Linked DNA regions of Mus musculus: region 2 is linked to region 1. The links are chromatin contacts, called in public HiChIP or PLAC-seq maps. All regions are on one chromosome and are shown on one strand. The core of a region is the stretch at or near the end of the contact, and the rest is flanking DNA. Distances in the headings are between cores, read along the strand shown.

The links. HiChIP or PLAC-seq counts read pairs in DNA pulled down with a chosen protein or histone mark.
Region 2: an H3K27ac HiChIP or PLAC-seq map of embryonic stem cells shows a contact between it and region 1, with 18 read pairs. The contact joins the promoter of Zfp850 here to the promoter of Zfp59 in region 1. A contact is called at or near these places in 4 of 39 promoter capture datasets (the C10 cell line, Sertoli cells and embryonic stem cells), 3 of 484 Hi-C or Micro-C datasets (cerebral cortex, fibroblasts and pancreatic beta cells), 12 of 115 datasets of contacts at active chromatin or transcription factors (the 230-238 cell line, the SCID.adh cell line, bone marrow-derived macrophages and 2 more) and 4 of 9 other capture datasets (adipose tissue, embryonic stem cells, liver and 1 more).

What each region holds. Positions count from the first base shown.
Region 1 is chr7:27,834,707-27,839,838 of GRCm38.p6, forward strand. It overlaps Zfp59 (zinc finger protein 59), which reads left to right and starts at 3,878. Exons shown (of 5, transcript NM_011762.3): 1 at 3,878-4,003.
Region 2 is chr7:28,011,687-28,016,884 of GRCm38.p6, forward strand. Zfp850 (zinc finger protein 850) reads right to left here and starts at 2,429. Exons shown (of 6, transcript NM_001254951.1): 1 at 2,330-2,429; 2 at 650-764.

The DNA of each region.
Region 1 (5,132 bases), core at 2,628-5,127:
ACATACATACACATACTCTCACGATTGTTATAGTTAATGAATCACTTATGCTAGTGCCTCCCTAGAAGAAATCCTGGGCTTTGGGGCATAATTGCTTTTATTCAGAAGCTAGCTCTGCCTCTCATTAACTGAATTTGGGTGGGTAAAGATCTCCTCAACTCTCCTTTTACATTGATGAGTGCACAGTCTATGATAAAGAACCCATCACATTAAAGATCCTAAAGATGACTGATTTTTTAAAATTTTATTTAATGTTCTTTGCTGCATATATATCTGCCTGCCTGAAGAGGGCATCTGATCCCCCTTAAAAATGGTTGTGAACCACCATGTGTTTGCTGGGAATTGAACTCATGACCTCTGGAAGAGCAGCCAGTGCTTTTAGTCATTGAGCCATCTCACCAGCCCAAGATGGCTGGTTTTGTTTGGTTGGTTGTTTTTTGTTTTTGTTTTTTTCTTTTGGTTTTTTTTTTTTTTTTTTTTGAGACAGCTAGAGATATTCTTAAAGTCACTTGTTCTTCTCACAGCCTGTACCAGCGGCTTTTGTGTGCCAATGTAACACAAGCTAGAGTGCTCACAGAGAAAGGAGCCTCAGTGAGGAAATGCCTCCATGAGTGTGGGTGCTTACAGATTCCAAAAGATGACACTGGATCTCCAGGAGATGAAGTGACAGGCAGTTGAGAGCCTTTCAGTATGAGTGCTAGGAACCAAACTGGGGTCCTATATAAGAGCAGTGCTCACTCTCAAATGCTGATCCAGTCTGCAGCCCCACTTTTCTTTTTCCTCTTTCTAACTTTCTATGTTGCTTGCTTGCTTGCTTGCTTGCTTGCTTGCTTGCTTGCTTGCTTGCTTTGCAAGACAGGTCTCATCCTGTAGCTCAGGCTGATCTTGAACTCCTGGCTCTCTTGCCTCACTCTTTCCAGCTCTGGGATGCTGGGATTGCAGGTTCTTCCATATCCAGCTAAATAGGTTGTTCTTTCATTGCGTATAAGGAAGAACTTGCAGAGAATACAGTTTTCTCCAATGCAGCCTCACTGGGTATATCCACCATACCCGAGGACAGGCCACATGCCCAGAAATAATTGGCTAACACAAAATAAACTCAGTGGTATTTGTGTGGACCTTTTGCTTCATTTTGTGTTGTTTTGGTATTTTAGTTTCTGTCCTATAGGTCATAAAGCCTTATTCACTTGTATGCATCTGCATGTACACCACTTCCCACACACATGTAGACAGGCACACTACACTCACATGATAACTAGAAGAAAAGAAGATGAAGAAGGGAATGAACAAGCTCTCCCTCAGTAAGTGGCATTGTCACAGGCCACCCAGAGCCTCATGGGATTTAAAGAGATTTCGGCATAGATGGGAACGAAAGGCAGCTGCCCAGGTTCATTGATTACTATAGGTGCACTCAATTAGACTGAGATCTCTCTTACTTAGGGTTTTATACTGCTGTGAAGAGACACCATGACCACAGCAAGTCTTATAATGAAAAATATTTAACCGAGGCTGGCTTACAGGTAGGAGGTTTAGTCCATCATCATTATGGGGGCAATCATGGCAGTGTGCAGACAGTCAAGGCACTGCAGAGGTAGTTGAAAGTTGTATATCTGGACCTAAGACATCAGGAAGATAGAGAAACACAGGGTCTTGCTTGAGCTCCTGAAACTTCCAAGTTCACCCCCATGTGACACACTTCCTCCCTCAAAGCCACAAATACTCTGCTCAGGACATACCCCCAATAATGCCACTTCACATGAGTCTATGGGGGTGTGACATTATTCTAAACCTAACATTCAGCCAGATGGTGGTGCACACCTTAATTCTAGCACTTGGGAGGCAGAGGCAGGCAGATCTGAGTTCAAGGCCAGCTTGATCTACAGGGAAAGTTTTAGGACGGCCAAGGCCACACAGAGTAAACCTTGTGTCAAAAAAAAAAAAAAAACCCAAACAAACAAAAAGCAAAACAAAACAAAAACCAAGCCCAATCAACCAAAAGCAAAACCTAAGCAGCAACAACCAAAACCCCACATAAGAACATGATAGAGTATGGAAATCAGTGCTCATTGTGGAGAGGGGCGGCTCACTCACAGGATAGATGTGGAAGAGAAGAGGATGGGTGTGAAGTGAGGGTCCATCAGGAAGGGGGAAGGGAATGCAGGGATTTCTCAACACATGCCTACAGTCACCTTCAGAAGCAGGAGAGGAGAAAACTTGAAAAGAAACACAGATGCATCTTTGTGTGAGGAGGAGGAGGGAGAAGCTATGCACACACAGAGCAGGAGACAGAGGCAGAAAGAGCTGAGAGCTGAGACTGGGGATGTGGCCTGCAGCACCCCAGGAAGAATTCAAGTGACTGTAGCTAAGGAAACACTTATGGTGGACATTAATCTCTAGTTACGTATTCAGCGCCCCATGGCTCCTGTGGAGAAAACAGAGGGCAATTAACTGATTTTACTTCCATGAAGGATAAGGGGTAGCACTAAGAAAAGAACTGTGACACAGGAAAGATGGAGCAGACCGACCAGAATCACACTGTGGAGAGAAAGGAGGACGGAACACATTGGATGACAGAAGGCTAAGCATCTTTATAAATGATCCAAAAGCCGGTGAAACAAAACCCAAGCTTTGCAGAAGCAGTCACTTGGGTCTGTCTGGAGACTCCTTGCCTACCTCAGTAATCTGCTCGTGGGATAACTCAAAATAGATGGAGTCTTTAATATTTAAAAGTGCAATACAAAATATATGAAGTAATAGATGCCCCGCCAAGAAAAAAGGATAAAAGAGAAAGCTTTCCACAGCAACATCTTCAGGTAATGAGCGTTTCTCCCACAGGTGAGCGTACAGGAACAGTTCCCTTTCCAGATCCCCTCGTGTCATTAGAGCTTAAGTGTCTCCATTTTTATTGACTTCACTCAGAGTTGAGATGCTGTCCAAATCAGCTATGCTCTGTTGCTCTTGGAGGGTGTTGTTCTATCAGTTTTTTAAATTGACAACATTTGAATGTGTTGATTGATTTTGCTATCATTCCCTATTGTTCTAGCGGGACTTCCCCCCTCTTCATGTTTAAAGGTGTGCTATTTGAGTATACTCTGAGTTAATTTTGTTTATGTATTTATGTACTTATTTGTTTGAGACATTTGGGGTATCCTCTGAATTTTAGTTTATTTAGTCCTTTCAAGACAGTAGGAGTGTATTCTGAGTTTATTTTTAATTAATTTTTTTCAGACACCTCCTCTGCCTCCTTAGGGCGGTGACTAAAGGCATGTGCCACCATAATCTGAGTGTATTTTAGTTCTTAGACAGGGTTTCACTGGGTAGTCCTCGGTGGTCTCTTCTCACAGACATGCAGCTGGCTGTGCCTCCCCATCGCTGGGATAAAAGCCATTGCTACCACGCCCATGTTTACTGTCACTTGATGACTTGGCCTCTTTATTAATCTACCTCCATTTTATAATCGACCTGAGTTTTCTTTTGATCATGCGAAGATGGTTACTTTGAATCTGCTAGAGTATTTATCTTTAATATATTTTCTGTAGTTAACACATAGCTGGGTCTGACTTTTCAAATCTAAATGTGGCAAATTTTGGCGTTTAGACGATTTACAGTACTTTTAATGCGATTAGTTTTATTAAGAGGCTCGTCTAGCCTGCCTAACGGACACAGTTCTGTTGGTACATAGCGATACGGTCCTCAGTCACATTTTCTATCTAAAGCAGGGAATTCAGACTCCTCCGTCTTCTCTACAGGAGAAAGAAAATCAGTTACGCGGAGAACCGGAAGTACCTTTTGCTCAAAGGAGGGCGCCTCCCCTTTAAGCGCGCACCCACGTGGGCACTCCCACAAGCCACTGGACTCGGTTTTCTGATGGGCTGGCCCGAGTTGCACGCCGGGATCTCCGGGACGCTCCAGGCTTCTCCAGGGCTTTGCTTGTGACAACTGTGTTTTCCGGGACCACCGCGCCGGAAGTAGCGCATAGGCTTTTGGTTTATGTCTCCCCAGAGTAAGACCGGAGCCAGCGGGCTGGGAGGGGTGTGTACAGGCGGTGGGGTGGCTGTATGGTGTGTGTGTGTGTGTGTGTGTGTGTCTTTGAGTCTAACTGTATACACACCTTGAGCTCTCTGCATAATCTGTGTCTCTGTGCTTGTCGCTGTCTGCTCCTGCTTTCTCTCAGGGACACAGGGACTAAAGCAGAGGACCAAGCTTCAGTAAGGGGAGGTCAGGTGCGGGGTCTGAAGGGAAGCTTTCCCCGAGGCTCAGACTTGAGCTTAGGGCTATAATTTAAGGACGGGGGTGTCGTCTTGGAGGGAGGGTACTTGTTGAGTCCCCTGACTTTCTCAGAGCTGCAGCCATTGAGCATGCTCTCAGATATGGTCTGCGATCTCATGCTTACTCAGGCTTCCCTAGGTGGCCATTCCAAAGGAGGGCTGGAGAGGGATGTGGATTCAAGAATGAGTTTTCTGTTTCTGTTTGAAAAATGAGGTTTTAGTTTTAGAATATGGAATGGAAGTGAGGGAAGGAGGAACAGGCGAATTGATACCTCCACCATTGTGTCCCTTACATTGTCCCTGCCCTTTCCACTTAGTTTCAATGATCCGTGGCGTCTTCTCCCACAATCTCTACCTTTTCCTGAGATGTTGTAACTAGGAATTTCTAGAGGGTAGCGTTAGGGCTCTCAACTAAATCAATTTGTATCTTGATGGTGTCACACCTCAGATGGCCTTTGATCTTTACAGGCCTTCATTCGAAGCAAGGGAAGAATGTAGGCGATAGATGGTCTGGTCACCAGGGAGGATTTGGGGAGTGGGAAAGTAATAGCACTGAATTTGGCATCCTTGAGGACTAGGTATTTTGTGTGTGTGTGTGTGTGTGTGTGTGTGTGTGTGTGTGTAAAATGGGTAATGTTGGCCAGATGCAGATGAGCAATGCCATGTTTAAATATAGGGATGTGGATCTGTGGTATCCCGTTGGAGTCTTGGTTCTGTCCCCTCAGGCTCTCCAGGCCTGTCAGGAACCTTAGGATGCCTGTGGTGAAGTCTGTTAGCGCAGTGCCGCCATATCCTAAGGGCCTGGTGTGCTTTAGTTGTTGCTCTGTGAGGTCATTTTGGGTTCCTTACCTGGTTATTGCCGCT
Region 2 (5,198 bases), core at 1,179-3,678, 180 kb after region 1:
TCTTTAGGCCAGAGCGAGCAGAGATCCTGAATTCAAATTCCCAGCAACCACATGATAGCTCACAACCATCAGTTCAACTACAGTGTACTTATATACATAAAATACATAAGTAAATCTTTTTAAGAAAATAGGACATGAAAAATTAGCATCTCGGTGATAGCCACTGAAATCACAAGGAAAGGAACAAATGGCTGGGTATCACTCCACTGTGTCCATGAACCTCAATCCAGATGTGTCTGCTCATTTCTTGGTGGGGCTGCATATCACAGCTGCATAAATGATGCTGAATTGAAAGCAGGAGTGTAAATGTCTCCGGAGGGTACCGGTTTTATTTCTGTTGTGTGACTACTCTGTAGTGGGATTGCTGTATCACATACCAGTTCTAGTTGTAATTGAGAATCCGCCATATTGTTTTCTACAATGACAGCATTAATTTACACTCCCTCCACAATGCGTTCTTTCTCTACATGAATGAAAACTTTTTTTAAAAAAAATTATTTATTTTATATTTCTGAGTATTTTCCATCTGTATGCGCACCAGTAGATCCTATACCTCTGGTCTCTGAGCTGTGCTCATGTACACATAACCGCACACACATAATTTAAAATTGAAATAATTAATCTTGAGACAAAACACCCACAATCTTACTTGTGTAGAATCTGAAGCTGTTTTCTCATAGAACCAAGTAGGATGCTGGGTACTGGGGTTTGAGTGGCTGAGGCCGGATGTGCAGCATCATGGTTGACAGTGGGAGGCGTAGGTCCTTAAGTGAGTTCAGAAGATGTTGATTAAACATCACAAAATCTCACCTACATAACAAAAGTTCACCTGATATATCATGTAAAAACGGTGACAATTAATGGGTTTGAGTAGACGCTAGCATATTCTCTACAAAAGTGTGACCGATTTAGTCATCCCAAAGTATAGAAAAACTTCAAAATATTATGCTATGCACAATATGAACATTTTTATCTGAAAAGTTTTAAAAAAATATGTTCTGCATTAGCACATTCATTTTCCTGTCCTTGTTTTTAAAACAGCATCTCACTGTGTGGCCCAGCTAGCCTAGACCTTGCTATGTGGACCAAGCTGACCCTGAACTCACAGTGATCCTCCTGCTTCTGCCTCTGAGATTAAATGTATACCACGAAGCCTAGCTTTTCTTTTTAAGTCACTTTCTTAAACATCCACCAGCAATCGCATTGTTTCTCACACTCCCTTGTCCTGCTGAACACTGAGTGGAATGAACCCAAGATGGCCTCACAGAGAACAACTAAAGCACACCAGGCCCTTAGGATATGGCGGCACTGCACTAACAGGCTTCACCACAGGCATCCTACGGTTCCTGACAGGCCTGGAGAGCCTGAGGGGACAGAACCAAGATTCCAACCCGATACCACAGATCCACACTCCACGATCAATCATGGCATTGCTCATCTGGATCTGGCCAACGTTACCCATTACACACACACACACACACACACACACACACACACACACACACTCAGAAAATCACTAGCTTTCAAAGATGCCAAATTCAGTGCTATCACTTTCCCACTGCCATAATCCTCACAGTGAACACATCATCTATCCCCGACATTCCTGGCCTGCTTTGAAAACAAGGCCTGTAAGGATCAAAGGATCGCATCTGATATGCGATGCCATCCAAATAGAAATCGATTTATAAAATCAGAGTTTGAGAGACCTAACGATAACCTCTGGAGGTTTCTACCTAGAACATCTTAGGAAAAGGGTGATTGTAGAGAAGAAAAGGCGGGGTTCATTGAAATGATAAGGTGAAGTGGAAAGGGAAGGGACAACGTTATGGGCCCCAGAGGTGAAGGTATCAATTTTCACGTTCCTCCTTCATTTACTGATAATTCCACGAGATCTCAGACTATATCCGAGAGCATCCTCACCGAGCATTTTCCTTCACGTCCCTCAACACTCTCATGGCTACAGCTCTGAGAAACTTCGGGTATTCAACCCAGAGCAGCCCTCCTAAGCGACCCTCGGAGGCACTTCCGGCCTTAAAAGCACCTCCCAAGCTCGTGTGTACCTCAGGGAAAGCTTCCCTTCAGACTCCGCACCTGACTTCTCCTTAGTGATGCTTAGCCCTCTGCTCCAACCCCTGTGGCCTTGAAAGAAAATGATAAGCACAGTGACACAGATGAGCAGAGAGCTCAAGGTGTGTATACACAGAGAGACGCGCGCGAGCGCGCGCCCACCCACCCACACAAACACACGCTCACACACGCTCACACACGCCCGTACGCGTCAACATCTCCATTCACCCTACACCAGCGCCCACACCGATACCCAGCCCACCTTACTCTGTGGAGACCGAAGCCAACCAGCAATTTCTTTGGACCAGAAAGATCAGACCTTCCGTGTTGGTGGCACCGGGATGCCAAAGACCCTTGGCGGCGTCCGGAGCTATGTGGAGCCTTCAAGAAGCCCGGCGTTTCCGAAAGGTCCCAGCATGCAACTTAGCCCGGCCCATCCGGGAACTGGGCCCAGTGGCTTGTGGGAGTTCCCACGGTGGGGGGGCAGGGGGCTCCCCATGCTTCGAGGGGAGGCTGCCTCCTGGGATCAAAACGGAGTTTGGTGTTCTGTGTCTACCTGATTTTCCCTCCTGTGGCGTGGACGGACGAGCGGAAATTTTAAAATTTAGAATAGGAAGTAGATCAGATCGGGACGGACGCTTTGCCTGAGTCCCACTCAGTGGGATTCCACTACGCTGTGCTCTGCTAGGGACTATGGTAAATTTGAAAAGACCGAACTAAAGAATTGGTTGGTTTCTAAAGTTGGGTAGTTTATATTAACGATTTCAAAGAGCCAGATATTCTGGACCCTTCCAGGGTTCGGTGTCCCTGTTGACTAGATAGAAAAAATTGAGTGACGACTACATCTGTATGTATCACCAGAACTGTGTTCAATAGGCAGTCATTTACCTCCTGTTGGAGGATGAATGACTAGCACGCGTTAAGTGTCCTAAAAAACAAAAAACTAAAAAACAAACAAAACACAAACCCAAAACATAGGCCTCTTTTTTATAGGATAGACACATTTATTGTAACTTGACACTATGGAACTTTCGAAACCACTTTTGTTTTTTCTCATGTTATACAAAGAACTTTTTCCAAACATGATAGAAAGAAATTGTGAAAAGGCTAAACAATCCTAGTAATAAAACTAATTGCATTAAATGTACTGTAAATTATGTAAATGCTAAAGTATAGGTGCCACATTAATTTGCAGATAAGTGTTAACTACAGAAAATGTGTTAAATATTCTAGCCGATTCAAAGTGACCATCCTCACAATAGTATTAAAAAAAAAAAAGACTTAAGTCAACTTTAAAATGGAGGCAGTTCTGGGGGCAAAGAGCATCGCCAGTACTAACAGCAATAACAGAGACAGCAAGTCATCAAGTGAAAATATCCTTGGCTGGGCGTGGTAGCACATGCATGTGACCCCAGCAATGAGGAGACACAGCCAGTGAATGTCTATGAGATGAGGCCACCAAGGACTATTTAGTGAAGACCTGTCTAAAAAACTAAAATAAACAGTATGCGTGTAATACCACACCTTCAAAACATGAGGGGAAACGTCCAATAGAGAAATAAGGAGAAACAGCCAAATCCAGCATTGCATACAAAAGTTTTCAGTCTCAATAACTGATAGAAGGAATCCAGAAAAGCAACAGGGCATAGATGATTTAGACAGCATCATCAGCTATGAATGCAGACAGAATAAAAATCAAGACAATTAAACTTTAATGGAATCAGGGGGCCTTGAAGGGAGGGTGTTCTTGTATACACACTCCTGGCAGAAATGCCCGTTACCTGGAGATGCTTCTGTTTAAAGCTTCCCTTTTTATGCTTTTTTTTTTTTTTTCGGGGGAAGGGGAAAGCCAATACCTTATATATTTTGTACTGCACTTTTAAAAATGAAAGACTCCATCTATTTTAAGGTATTCCTTAAAGGTGACCATAGGCATGTGTTGAGAAATCCCCTTCCTGATGGATCCTCTCTTCACACCCATCCTCTTCTACATCTATCCTGTGAGTGAGCCGCCCCTCTCCACAATGAACATGGATTTCCATACTTCTGCCATGTTCTTACATGGGTTTTGTGTGTGTGTGTGTGTGTGTGTGTGTGTGTGTGTGTGTGTGTGTGTGGTTGCCTGGTTTAGGTTTCAGTTGGTTGGGTTCAGTTCTTTTTGAGACAAAATTTCTCTGTTTTTCCTTGGTTGTCCCAGAACTCTCTCTGTAGACCAAGCTGGACTTGAACACAGAGATCTGCCTGCCTCTGCCTCCCAAGTATCTGGTTACTACAGCAGCACTGTGGGTGTTCCCTGGTCTGCTCATGACAATGGATGAAGGACCCTCTGGGTAGCACTCGGATTTCACACCCTTGGCTGGATCAGCAGGGCAGCTACAGAGCCACGTCTCTGGGGGAACCATGCACCCACAACCACTACACAGACAGTGCTGCCACAGTTGCACTGGATGCTGCAGTAAGCATCTTGGATGAGTCTGTTCAGGGCCTTCGTCCCATTAAACCCACAGGAGCTGCTGAGCTTGAGATGAGCAGTGCAGAAGGCTCACCAGACCAAATCCAAATGGAGTCTCTCATTCCATGTGAGCAAGCCATTTTGTGACTCTCCTCCAGTAGCTCCTTTTTCCTAGACTCCTTCCATAAAACTCCTAGCTCACTCTCCATATGGGCTCCCAGTTAACAGAGTCCTTCCCTCTCGCCTGGTGTCCAGGAATCGGACGGCCTGATTGCAAGCACAGGTTGTAGACTGCCTGTCAGTCACACGGTACAGAACATCTCCCTGTAACAGGTATAAGAAGGGACACTCGTTCACAGTTCAGGGTGTTACAATGCATACTTTTTTTTCTTTTTTCTTCTTAGACACATGTTTTTTTTTGTTTTTTTTTTTTTTTTTACTGTGTAGCCCTAGCTGTCCTGAAACTCACTCTGTAGACCAGGCTGACACAGAACTCAGAGATCTGCCTCCTCCAGTGATAGAATTAGAGACATGAGCCACCACCACCTCTCCAGTGGCACACACTTTTAATCCCAGCACTCAAGGAAGAAGCAAGCAGATCTCTGAGTTTGATAGATAGACTTGTAGTAATGTCATAATGAAAAATGCATTTAGTCCAACTTCAAGAGTCCCCACAGTC